Regions from separate parts of the Rattus norvegicus genome. Here regions 1 and 2 are each linked to region 3. The links are chromatin contacts, called in public Hi-C maps. All regions are on one chromosome and are shown on one strand. Each heading gives the region's core, a stretch centred on a gene start, on an enhancer-like site or on the middle of the called end of the contact. The rest is flanking DNA. Distances are from core to core; before and after follow the strand shown.

Region 1 (3,883 bases), core at 1,355-3,854, 110 kb after region 3:
CATACACAACTGAGAAGAAACTACTCGGGACTGTTCATTGGGTAAGCATGCACTGCTTTTGGCTTTGGCTTTGGTGTGCATATGAATGGTTGGAAGAAGCTCATAATATGGGAAGTAGGAGTCTTTTTTATATTTTTTGAGATCTTATATTTATGTGTACATTTGTTTGACTGTATGTCTGTGTACCATGTATGCAGTTCCCAGAATCCAGAAGAGGGCATCGGGTCCTCTGATATTGGAGTTACAGACAGTGGTGAGCTGCCACGTGGGTCCTGGGTCCGTGAACCCAGGTCCTCTGGAAAAGCAGCCAGTGCTTTTAACCACCAAGCTATCTCTGCAGCCCAGGAAATAGAAGTCTTAATTAGCATATGATGGGATAGATTGTGAGAAGAACAGAAGGAAACTTTGGGAGCAAGGAAGAAAGTAATGGCTTTTCTAAGTGATGGAAAATGAGCCCTCAAATGTCTTAGAGGACGTACTTCTAAAGTGAGTCTTTCAGAATGAAGAGGTAGCTGGGGAAGGAAACCTCACCAGAAGTTTGAGCATACACACGGCATCATGTAGTCTTTGTAGGTGATCTGCAGTGACTCTCCAACAGATACTGCCGAATGGAAGATCCACGTAAGGAGTACTTTGAGGTTTCGAGCACACAGGGACTGAGGCTAGGTGTAGAAATGGATGCATTGCAGGTCTTCTCTGGACGGGCTCTTCTGGAGAAGATTGATATGTAGCATCCCTCCAGTTTTACAACGCTTGTGTGTCAGTTTGGGGGACATACTTGAGTGGGATAAAGAGTAGCATCAGGGAAGCCTAGAAAGGAGAGTTAGGGGGAAAAAATCAAGAAATACCCAGAGAGGAGTGATTGGCTGTGAAGAGCTAACTCGATTGTGAAGGTTTTCTGGGTGGATTTAAGCAGCAGCTTAGCCCATGTAGGGCAGGAGCTGTACCTGAAGGCACTGAGGAGTAAGTGGGGGCCAGCCGATCCGAGGGTGGAGATGGGAAATTGTTTACAGAGTCAGAGACACCGAAGCATCTCCCGCTAAATTTGCTATGTGGAGTGTTGGTGTGTTTTCAGACCAGGTCTGATTGTGTAGTTCTGTCCATGGATCCAGCTGAGCAGTTCATCTGCCCAGACTGGGCTCCTGAGCAGGCCCTCAGATGTGTCTCTCCCTTCGGTTTGGACAAGAGGTCCATGGAACCACTTAAGGTCTGATCATTCTGAGAGATTACACTCAGACATCTATCGGGACCAGAAATTCACTTTCCTAAGGGCTTTGAGCCCACTTTTAATTCCCCGTTCTTCTTTCTATAGGGGAATGTTTTAATGTTCACAGCTCAGGTTGTGAGAGAGTCCTTGTGTTCTTTGTGGAGGATGGATGAGGAGGGACATTGGGATGTGAGCAGAGAGGTGTTTGCATGGATTACTGACGCCCCTTTGAATTTGAATAGGAAGCATTGGAAATACAGCTCAGTAACAGATGGCTTGAGTATGCTTGAGTCTTTAGAGATGTGATCTTCAGTGCCATTTAAAAATACATAGATTTCATCTAGAAATGGAAAAAATGAGAGCTAACCTTCCTATGCCATCAAGTTCTTGAGTGAACTTGATGCAAGAGCCTAAGAGTTAAAAATCTCAAACTTGGCCTTTCAGTTGTAGGGAGGGGAAGGAAGAAGAGATATTTGTCAGTGTAGAGAAACAAAATGAAAACAAACAAACAAACAACAATAAAATCAACTTTATTTAAACTGTGTTGCTTTGCTTTACAGCTCCCAAATATTTAGATATATGATATACCAGTCTCTTTTTATCAGTTCCAGACCTAAAATGCTTCAGTTCTTTGAATTTCTTGACTACAGACTAGAAACACAGCTACATATACAGTACGTAGAAGTGCGGTTCCCACAAGGCTGTGCAAGGGGGTTATTACTAAGCACAATGTTTTCTCAAGGCATCATTAAGATTTGCCTCACATTCCAGCAACATCCCATGTGTTTAGCATCCTTGGAGCCCCATAAAGAAACACACAGAGCAAACTTTCATAATCCATGGTGAGCCTGTACTTAGGCACTTTAAGAAGGAAGATTTGGAGACAGTGAGTACGTTCTCTCCCCATTTGGGGGGGGGTGCTTAAAGGGAGACATCACAACTTTCCAATCACATAGCAGTCTGTGTGACTAGCCTATAGAGTGTGATTAATTGAAATATTTCATAAAAATGAGGAAAAATTGGAGCAGGACCATCACCAATTTATCTAGGAAATGTATTAAGAAATTATATGCTTACAAGTTATTTATAAAGTCTTTGGACATAGTTCTTGATCTGATTAAAACAAATACTAAGTACTTCCAGAAAAATTCCTTTCTAGATAAAAGATCCAAGAAATCAGCGTGATCATCACATTTATCCAATAAAAGAAAGGGCGTAGGAAAAAGTGAATTCCAGATAAGTCCTCTGTAATACTCCTGAAAGCCATGAGGTCACCAGTAAATTAAAGTTTGAATCGGGACCCAGAATCTGTTATGAGGCTGGAGGCCAGACTGCCAGGAACGGGGCAGATCCTTAGAGAGGCCGACTTGAAATGTCTTTGGTGCTGTTGTAGTACTTGACCCCATCACCCCACAACTGGAATCCAGGAGGTTTGACTAACACATTTAGGGGGTGCTCTTGCATGCATCATGCTACAAAATTGCATTGATGTTTCAGACTGAAGAATGAGATCATATCCTTAGCTCATAGTTTCGGATCGGGGCTGCCCTAACCTCTAGGTGGGGTGGTACAGAACATTGCGATAGGAAACAGACAGGGACTAAGGTTTTACTGTGCAGCTCGCTGGTGCCAAGAAGGGTGCTGGGTTCTTTCTTTAACTGTCCAGTGAGTCGTCTTAAGTCCCCAGTGAGAAAGTCAGCAAAGTTAAGGAGTATAGTGGAGCTCATGGAGAACAAACATGTTAGATTCTAGCCCTGAAATGTCCTGCTCTGGGCTTTTTCTTCAGCAATACCCAGTGGGATGTCAAAAGGCTCTGTGCATGGGAGATGGCTTAATTTCCTAGTCTTGGGGTTACAGACAGGACTCGGGAGTTGGATGGTCACAGGATCCTGTGGTATGTGTGTCTCTGTGTAACTTGGAAGCAGATGCCTCAGGGGACCCTCCAGGTGTGGGGCTGCTGCTACTTTGTCCAAAAGTTTTCCCTTCAATGTGATTATTATTAAATAAAATACCATGCCAGGAAAATGATGCCATTCAAACTTAGGTTCTAGTCCTTTTGTGGCACCATAAGACTTCACGAGCAAGGGGATATTGAGAAGTGGGAGACAGGAAGATCTGGGGAAGTCACTGTTCTACACTGCTGTGGCCGGAACCCCACCATTTATGAGGCTGATACTCTGACAGAGAAGGTGAGGTGTTCTTAGAAGTTGGCCGAGATTTGAATGGATGCTGTAATGGACAAAGCAGAATGTTCCTAAGGAGAGGGTCCTGGTCTCTCTCAGAGGAGAGGTTAGCCCACTGGATGTGTGTTGTTATGGGCCAGATGTGTGCCTTTCAAACTACCTATCTGCTCTCAGATTGTTCATCTGGAACAAAAGCCATGGAACATGCTTTCTAGTTGTGACATTTTCCACGATGGGAAAAAGCAGCCTTGAGTTTTCTGCATTATTAGTTTGCATTTTCAGAATGATCTGAGGGAGATTTTATTACTCAGTACCGACAAGAGGGAAGAGTTCTCACTTAAGGAAACAAGCCACTCATGAATCTTTCACCTGGGTGACTTGAGCAACCCCTCACTGGCTCTCTTAACGTAATGGTGTATTTGAGACTTTTAAGGTAGAAAGTTCTGTCTACAGAAGGTAACTTCAAATGGTAAGATGTGAAACAGTGATGCAG
Region 2 (3,797 bases), core at 693-3,192, 68 kb after region 3:
TGGGCAGACGATATATGCTGTGCCCTTTATTTTTATTTCCTGGAGCTCCTCCTGGAGTCTCAGGGTGGAATCCTACTTTGAGGCCAAAAGTGAAAGGAAAACCAGAACAAAGAAATCTTCGGGGCAGGGGGGCGGGGCTTGCTTAGCAGGGGAATGGGGAGATGGTGAAGTAGCTTGTAGCTTGCCGGCCTAATATGTGTAAAGCGTTGGTACAGGCAAGATGGAGTTAATTCAATAAAATAAATATAAAATACTCTCTCTTCTGTCAGGCCTGCAAGAAGGAGGTCAAGGGTCACTGAGCGGCTTTACTGGAGCACTAATCGATTTGCTGTCAAGGTGGCCTGCTGGGGTTTCAAGCAGGAGAGGAATTGAGAGGAGCTCCAGCCCAATTTCCATAATTGCTCACTGCCTTTAGTGTACAACCTTTTATGAAACACAAAAAATATATCATGGAATTGTATTGATTAGCCATTGGGCTGAATAATTCATTTAGTATTTATTACCTGACCCCAAGAGGTTAAATAAATCCACTATCTAACTTGGGTTTGTGAGAAATATTACTTATTCATTGAGATGTGGGCTGATTATTACACAATAGGCCTGTATCTTTGTTTCTTGATTTCACAATCAAGATGAATTCTTTTTGCATTTGGTGGTGGGGGGAGGGGCGAGTTTTTTGGGTTTTTTTTTTTTGTTTTTTTTGTTTTTTTGTTTTTTTTTTTTAAGAAAGAGAAAAATGTATACTTTCAGTTCTCTCCAAAGAAGCTTGGTAACAAATCACCATCAAATCACATTTTGAGACGAATTTTTTTTTTGCAGTGATGAATTTTAGTCATCTGGGTCAAATTTCAAAACTGTTCTCCTAAGCTTTATAGATACTGGTGAAATAAAGACGAGCTCAGTTTTCATTCCAAACACTCCCCATTTTATAATACAGAACCCCACGGTGATGACACTGAGCCCGCATTTATCACACCATGTTTGGGGGAAAGGGTTATCTTTTCCATAAGAAACACTCATAAATTAACTGCCCCAAGAAACAAGCGGACATCAGGTAGAAAGTGACTTCTGCTCTCAATGATAAATTCACCATGAACACTGCACAAAACAGAACAATAATTTCAAGTAACTTGGAAGTCCAATGGGATTGAATCTGTAGGGCACTTGAAGCATTTGTAAACTTTGGGGGCGATCATTAATTATTTACCGGCCACTGGCATTTGCACGTTTCTGCCGCTCCGACTGGATGCTAAATCTGTTTTGATGTGCGATACACCCAGTCACAAGTACATGACATTCAAATCTAATTATGTTCTCAGTTGCCATGAGCTCTCACTGTCAAGATACAACCATCCCTCTGGAAGGAAAAAGGAAAAAAAAAAAAAAAAACCAAAAACCAAAAAACAACAACACGTTTTAAACTTTTCTGTAAAGCTTTCTTCTCGTTTCCTGTCTGCATCCTCCAGAATCCCAGACCATTGTTTTTGAAGTTTAATGGAATTTGTTGTAGGGTCAAGAAAGGAAGCCTTTTCTCCCTTCCCCTCTCCAATAAGGGAAATGTTAAAAAAAAAAAAAAACCACAAAAAACCCACAAGCCTTTGAGTACAGTGCTAACTTTATGTCTGTTGATCCGTTAGCATTTCTGTATCCAGGATCTAGCCTTCTTAGGGAGGGTAGGAAAAGCTGGGGTTCTGGCCTTTGAGCTCACAGTAGCTTTTCCTGTGGTGTGCACTGGTGGGGGTGGCTGTACAGCAGGGTAATGCCTGCAGAGCTTCCTAAGGCCCGCTCAGGTACACACCCCACTTCCCGTTTTCCATGTGGCTGCTCGTGCGAACTTGGGCAATGCCTTTGAGTGTCACATGGGTCAGCTGACGCTGGTTTGTTGATCGCCACTTTGGAAAATTTCAGGCCTGGGTTTTGATGCTTGGCCTCTCTATATTTAGTTTGGGAGTAGGGGCAGATATGGGAGAGCGGAGGGGTAGAAGAAGGAGAGACTGAGTTCTTTCTCTTTTTCTTTGTGTGTCATGTTTAGATCTTGCCTTCTTCTCTGCCTGTGTGGGGGCTGGATTAAATGGAGGACATAGTTAACACGAGGACTTTGAGAGCTCTTGATAGCCTCTTGAGATAATTCGGTCGTAAGCATCGAGCAGAGTGCATTGTCTGGATATGCTCATTTCAAGTGCTAGTCGAGAACGTTCCATTTTTACAGAAGCCTGGGTCATAATACTGTGCATGGCAGTTCCAAAATAAATATTAGTGAGATGCCTGACAGGGAAGGGGTAGCCGGGGAGGGAAGGAGAGAGGGAGGGGACTAGACAGACTCTGGATCAGGCTACCAGGAATTCATCTATAATTTAACCTGGGCTCTGACATAAAACATGGGAGTTGCTTCTACTTAATGAGTACAATACTACATAGATAAGAGACTAGAAACACAGCCCTGGTTTGAGCCAACATTGGGCTAACAGTCCAGAAAAGCCAGTTAAGTGCTTACCAAGACATCAGTGGTATGTCTTGATTTCTAAATATAATTGTTGAGTGGATGTGGGAAATTCCTTCTTGTGAAGTGGATGTAAGAGAAGGAAGCTGGATTTAGAGACTGGAAGGGTTTGGATTTGAGTCCTGGCTATGATGTAGACCTGGCAAGACCGATAAACTTAACCTGCTCCTTAAATTTGTTCATTGTGGAGAATAGCACCCACCGTCGCAGGGCTTCCGTAGTCGGAAGGTTAGGGAAGATAATTCTGACTCATGATAGCTATGTAAGTAAGCGTTTTGTAGTCAGTTTTTGCCACACACGTTGCTTTTTGACCGGACACTTTCGCAGGACTCTTGATGGATCATAAAACAATCAACAAATACCAGAGCATCTTAGAATGGGTTTGCCAGGTAACTTAAGGGGAAAACGTGCTTTGATGTTTGACAATACCCCTCCCCCAATTCATCATTAGCATATCTTGCGGGGGCGGGGGCGGGGGGGGGGCAGTGGCAGATTTTTAAATTTCACCCAGAAAAGATGGCCCTTTTGTTTTTTCTTTCAACTAAAAGTGGCCAAGATTTCCCAACTATTCTATTTTTACAAAATCTTAAAAGTTTCATTGCTGGGTCAGATTTAGGGCCTGTGTGGGAAACGGCGATTCCTGCCAGAGGCGCAGCGCCATCCCTGCTGTGTTGCGGTTTGCGTGTAGTTTTACATTCCACGCATTGCTGAACTGAGCCCTAAATCACTGGTGCTTCGTGCGAGTTTGCGACCTTTTAGTCCTGGGCTTCGGAGTGAATGCATTATTTTAAAAAACGAGATGTTTTTCTTGCCACGGAGCTGCAACTACTGTGTCTCCCTCCTCCCATTCTCAGGGCTCCACCCTTCACTTCCCCCGGGTTGAAGTCAAAGGTAAACTTTATATAGCACAGGAAACATTTGGGACTGCTAATAAACAAATGTTAGAAACCACGGGGCTTTAATTGTTGGGTGCACATGCGTGTTGGGCATATTACAGCCAGTTAAGTTTGGGTGCAAGGACGGAGTTTCTTATCCCTCCTCTCAAATGTCCAGATTATTTAAGGGCAGATGTATGGCCCAGTGGATTCTGGGCTCGGTCCTAGAGAAGACTGTGTAGTTCATTTATAACGGTGGCACCCTGCTATCCATTCTTACAGCTCCAGCCTCTTTCCATCCCCATCTTTTTTATTTCCCCTATGTCCTGGGCTCCGCTCATCACAGTTAACAGCTCTACGCACATGGTGTACACTGTAGACACGCGCGTCTCCAGAAAGTTCAGTTCTGACCATGTAGCCTT
Region 3 (4,238 bases), core at 890-3,389:
AGTTGTGTCTGAAGATAGTGGCCATGCATTCAACCTGTAGTCTTGGAATACACCCAATCTTTCATCACAAAAGGGCTCCACTTTCCTCCTTGGACAGACACACCAAGCATTACATTTGCTGGCCTTAATTGTTCCATTCAACAGGGATGTGTGTTCCTTTCCATCGCTGACAGTGATACATTTTATAAATCAGAGGGCCAAGGAAGACCAGAAGAAAAGGGAATCTAGATTTGGGGCAAAGAATTTTCCCCCAAGGAGTCCTTAGCAGCCTTGACTGCATCCAGGATGTCCTCTGAGGGTAATGATACAGTTTACCATGAGCTTATTAAACGTTGCATCTTTTTAAAAAAAATAATGATGGGGCAGGCATATTACCCATAAACTTCCACCCATTTCCTCTTCAGCCACAACACCAAGGCCAATAGGCCTGAGGTGGGAGTGGGAGACAAGTTACCCTCTTCCTCCTCCTTTTCCTTCCTCCCTTCCTTCCTTCCGTCCTTTCTTCCTTCCTTCTTTTTCTCCCCTTACATTCTTCCACCTTATCCACTTCCTCCTCTTTCCTTCCTTTCCCTCCCTCGCTCTCATCTCTCTTCCCTACTTCCCAGTCTCCCTGCGGTTGTGATGGAAGTTGGCTTAAGCCCCCTTCGCGTTTAACAGAAAGAACTCTGTGTGCCAAATAACCAGCTAATCAGAGAAGGCAACATCCTTGCTGTGTTGGTAAGGAAAAATAAAGCTACTTTGCGGAGCAGGAGAGGGGTTTGGGGATCTGAAGATATTTAGAGTCTCACCCTGGCACAGTCCCAGAGACCTATTCATTCTTAAGAGACTGCTGAAGTGACCGAGTAAGAACCGCGCCCAACAGCGTTTGTGTCTGGGCTAACCCCAGAATCAGAGGCATTTCAGAGGCCTGCTAAGGACCGAGTCTGGATCACACAATCCCTTGTGCGATCTACTAAAGTATTCGTTGGGGCAATAGGCTTCTCTACCTCTCCTGACACGGAGACAGTGTGTCTTCCGAGGGCCCACAAGTCTCGATCTTGCTCGCACACAAAGTTCAACCCGCTACCCTTGCTTCAGAGAGAAGAGCTGGGCACCTGGGATGGGCATCCTGGCTTTTCTGCCTGGTCAGTCCTTTTTCCTCCAAGTTTGCCCCCGAAGTCCTAGGACAGCCGAGCAAGGGACTAGGCGTCTGCCCAGGGAGAACGCAGTCAGTACGCCTCCGTCGCGCTCTGGGCGCTGAGGGGATGCTCAGGAACTGCCATGGCGCATACCCCTTCGGCTCAGGATACCTCCATCTCCTTCCCTCTGCCCCCTTTCTTGCTCTTTACGGCCGAGCTCCCTCCAGCCTAGATGCTGGTGCTCAGAGCTCCCTCGTTCGCCACTTTGCCGGGAACTTTGGCGGCTCCCCTGCGCCACCCAGAGAAGGATGTTAATGAGGGAGTGTGGCCAGGCTCTGTGAACAAGCCAGCTCGGGAGCTGCGATTGGCTGCGATAAGGCGGAAGGATGACGTTATGCAAAGAAGGGGCGTGTCCAGGCTGCGAGGGCCCCGCCTCCTTCCCTTTGGGGTTAGTGTGCCTGTGTTTAGCTCTAGGGAGAGTCAAACTGGATTCCACAGGGAGAGCCTGCAAATCACTTCTATTTTAGCAAGGAGAAAACAGAATCTCCATCCAGCAGGGTCCACCCCTCTCTTTCTCCCTCTCCTCTCTTTTTCTATCTCTTTCCCTCCCCCCCTTCCTCTTTCCCTCTCTCTCCCCTTCCCCCCACCCTCTCCGGTGTATCTGTCTACAGCAACCAGCGTCCTCATCTACACGCACGGAAAGGAAAGAAACATCTTTGGTTGAGAGAGGAGGAGGAAAAAAAGAGAGAGAGAAAAAAACTTGCCTGGTTGTGGAAAATGACACTTCAAGTAGCCAAGCCGGCTTCGAGAGTCGTATCTATTGTTTCTTAAATTGTCATCAGGGTGGTTTTTTTCTTCCTGCTTCTTCAAGTGAAGGTACCGCTACAAAAGGAAACTCCAGCCCCTCCTGTTCTCCAACGGCCTGTGATTACTACAAAAAGAAAAAAAAAGCAAAAAAAAAAAAAAAAAAGCAAAAAAAAAAAAAAAAGGAAAAAAAAAGCACCCAAACTCAAAACCAACCAACCAAACAACCCCCAACAGCCAAGCATACATCTCTGTTTTTTCTTAATTTTGGTCTTTTCGTTGGATTTTCCCTTTCTTTTTTTTCCCTCGCCCCCCCCTCCTTGTTATCGCTCAGTTTTGAGCGAAGGTTTACATTTTTAAAAATTTTGCTTTTCAGCCCGCCTTGATGTAGCGCGAGTTTCATCGACTCAAAAAAAAAAAATCTGTGGTTGGAGTTTTTTTTTTCCTTTTTTTTTTTTAATATTTTCAAAGGGGAGGAGATTTTCCACAAGAAAAGGTTGTTTTCATGTTTGGGATCCAGGAAAGCATCCAACGGAGTGGAAGCAGTATGAAGGAAGAGCCGCTGGGCAGCGGCATGAACGCGGTGCGGACGTGGATGCAGGGCGCCGGGGTGCTGGACGCCAACACAGCGGCGCAGAGGTGGGTACCGCTGGGGGACCGTGGAGGAGAGGCCGCCGGCTAGCGGGAGAGCCCGGAGACCGCGGCGCCGCTACCCGGGGCCCGGCCACGCGAGTGCGTCTGCCGCTGCGCTGCGCTCGCCGCCTGGGCTCCGCGCTCCCCGGCTGCGCAGCACTCGTCGCCGCCGGCCAGAGAACAGCGAGCTGCCGGAGGGAGCCGAGCCCAAGCTTTGTCGGCACTTTCCGCAGCCCCATCTGCGAGTGTTTTCGTTTTGTTTTAACCCAGAAGAGGAGTCTCTGCAGCACGGTGTTGGATAGCTGCGCTTTTCTGACCGCTTGTTTTCTTTTCTGGGTGGCTATATATTTTTCCCCTTCTCCTTCCCTTCCCTTCGCTTCCTTAATTTCTCTTCAGTTCTTTCCCTTTCCCCCGTTCCTTCTCTCTTCTCTTTTTTCTTAATTTTCTTCTCTCCCCTTTCTTTCTTCCTTTCCATTTCATTTCACATTTCTTTCCTTTCTCCCTATCTTTCCTTTCTTTTTTCTACCTTCTTTAATTTTTCCTTGTCCTTCCCCACTCTTTTTCTCTTTCTTTCCTTCTCAGTTTCACCCTTCTTTTTTCTTTACTCTTTCCTCACCCGGCTGTCTCCTCCCTATATTCTCTCCCCATTTCTCTCCTATCTGGTTCTTTACTCTCCCCTCTCTCCACCCCTTAGCCTTCAGTTTTTCTCAGTCTGCCTGTAGAGGAGTGATTTCCAACTTTAATTCTCACATCTCCTAAAAGCCTTTCTCATCCCCTGTCACCTTGGACTCCTCCAGTCCCTCTCCAGCTCTCCAGACCCTACACTGAGTGGCTTGGAAGCCATGCTCTTGGAGGCCAACTTGAGGAACTTCCCTGGACACACCCAGTGCCCTGTCCAGGGGCTCCTGGTCCCAAGTGAGAAATGGTACCTTGCTCTTTTCATTCTTGGCCACCAGCTGGGCTTAGGGAAAAGTTTGTGGGCCCAGGCCCCATTAGACATATAAGGTGCAGAGGGAGAAGGGAGAGTAATTCCATCTTTCCAGTTTTTTTGGGGGGGGGGCAAGGACTAGGGACAACTGTCCTGTACCGTTTCCATCCCGCTGAGCACAGGGTTGGGAGTGGTTGGTAGTGAGAGTGAATTGGGTAACTAGGCTGGAAGCGAAAGTGTGTGTGTGTGTGTGTGTGTGTGTGTGTGTGTGTGTGTGTGTTGCCCGCCAGTGTCCTGCAGTTTGGGCTGACATTGTGGTGTTCCCGGGCACCCCAATCTTCAGTCCCCAGTCCCAGACGGATCTTCTCAGCCAAGCAGCCTTGGTTTCTGCAATGTGTGAGGATGATTTTTCAGAATGGCAAAACTTTGTCAAGACAGGTCTTTCATTAAACAATTAAACCAAACAACAACAGCCACCTACAACAGTAAAACAGAACGCCCCAGTTCCCTTTCCAATGGCGATCGATCATTTCTAATAGCCGCGAGTCCCAATCTGGGACCCTTCTCCCCTTGCTTGTGTTTGTGTAGAAAATTAGCGTGCTGAGGCCGGCTACCGGCAGCTGGAGGAGGCCAGGGAATTTCCTGGAGGGTGGCTGCTGCAGCGAGCAGCCTAGCATCCCTGCATACATTTCCACCTGCCCACTTACTTGCGAGATTTGGAGGCGTAGTTGGAACCCATTCCCACGCCCTGGCCT

What was found. Hi-C and Micro-C count contacts between places; a contact is called where the count stands out from the background.
Region 1: a contact with region 3 is called in a Hi-C map of psoas muscle, with 2.9 times the contacts expected there. The contact joins the enhancer-like site here to the promoter of Ebf1 in region 3. A contact is called at or near these places in 2 of 12 Hi-C or Micro-C datasets (prefrontal cortex and psoas muscle).
Region 2: a contact with region 3 is called in a Hi-C map of the A7r5 cell line, with 2.2 times the contacts expected there. The contact joins the enhancer-like site here to the promoter of Ebf1 in region 3. A contact is called at or near these places in 4 of 12 Hi-C or Micro-C datasets (the A7r5 cell line, the Rat2 cell line, frontal cortex and 1 more).

What each region holds. Positions count from the first base shown.
Region 1 is chr10:29,707,052-29,710,934 of GRCr8, forward strand. The region is part of intron 6 of Ebf1 (EBF transcription factor 1); the gene reads left to right. Among named protein-coding and RNA genes, the nearest start is that of Ebf1, 110 kb to the left of the region's middle. Within about 2 kb of position 2,605, at least 7 of the 93 cell types and tissues checked have an H3K27ac peak or open chromatin away from gene starts, as enhancers often do.
Region 2 is chr10:29,668,054-29,671,850 of GRCr8, forward strand. All of the region lies in intron 6 of Ebf1 (EBF transcription factor 1), which reads left to right. Among named protein-coding and RNA genes, the nearest start is that of Ebf1, 68 kb to the left of the region's middle. Within about 2 kb of position 1,943, at least 25 of the 93 cell types and tissues checked have an H3K27ac peak or open chromatin away from gene starts, as enhancers often do. A contact at or near this core is called in the A7r5 cell line, where this site is marked.
Region 3 is chr10:29,599,782-29,604,019 of GRCr8, forward strand. Ebf1 (EBF transcription factor 1) reads left to right here and starts at 2,140. Exons shown (of 16, transcript NM_053820.2): 1 at 2,140-2,561. The coding sequence starts at 2,428.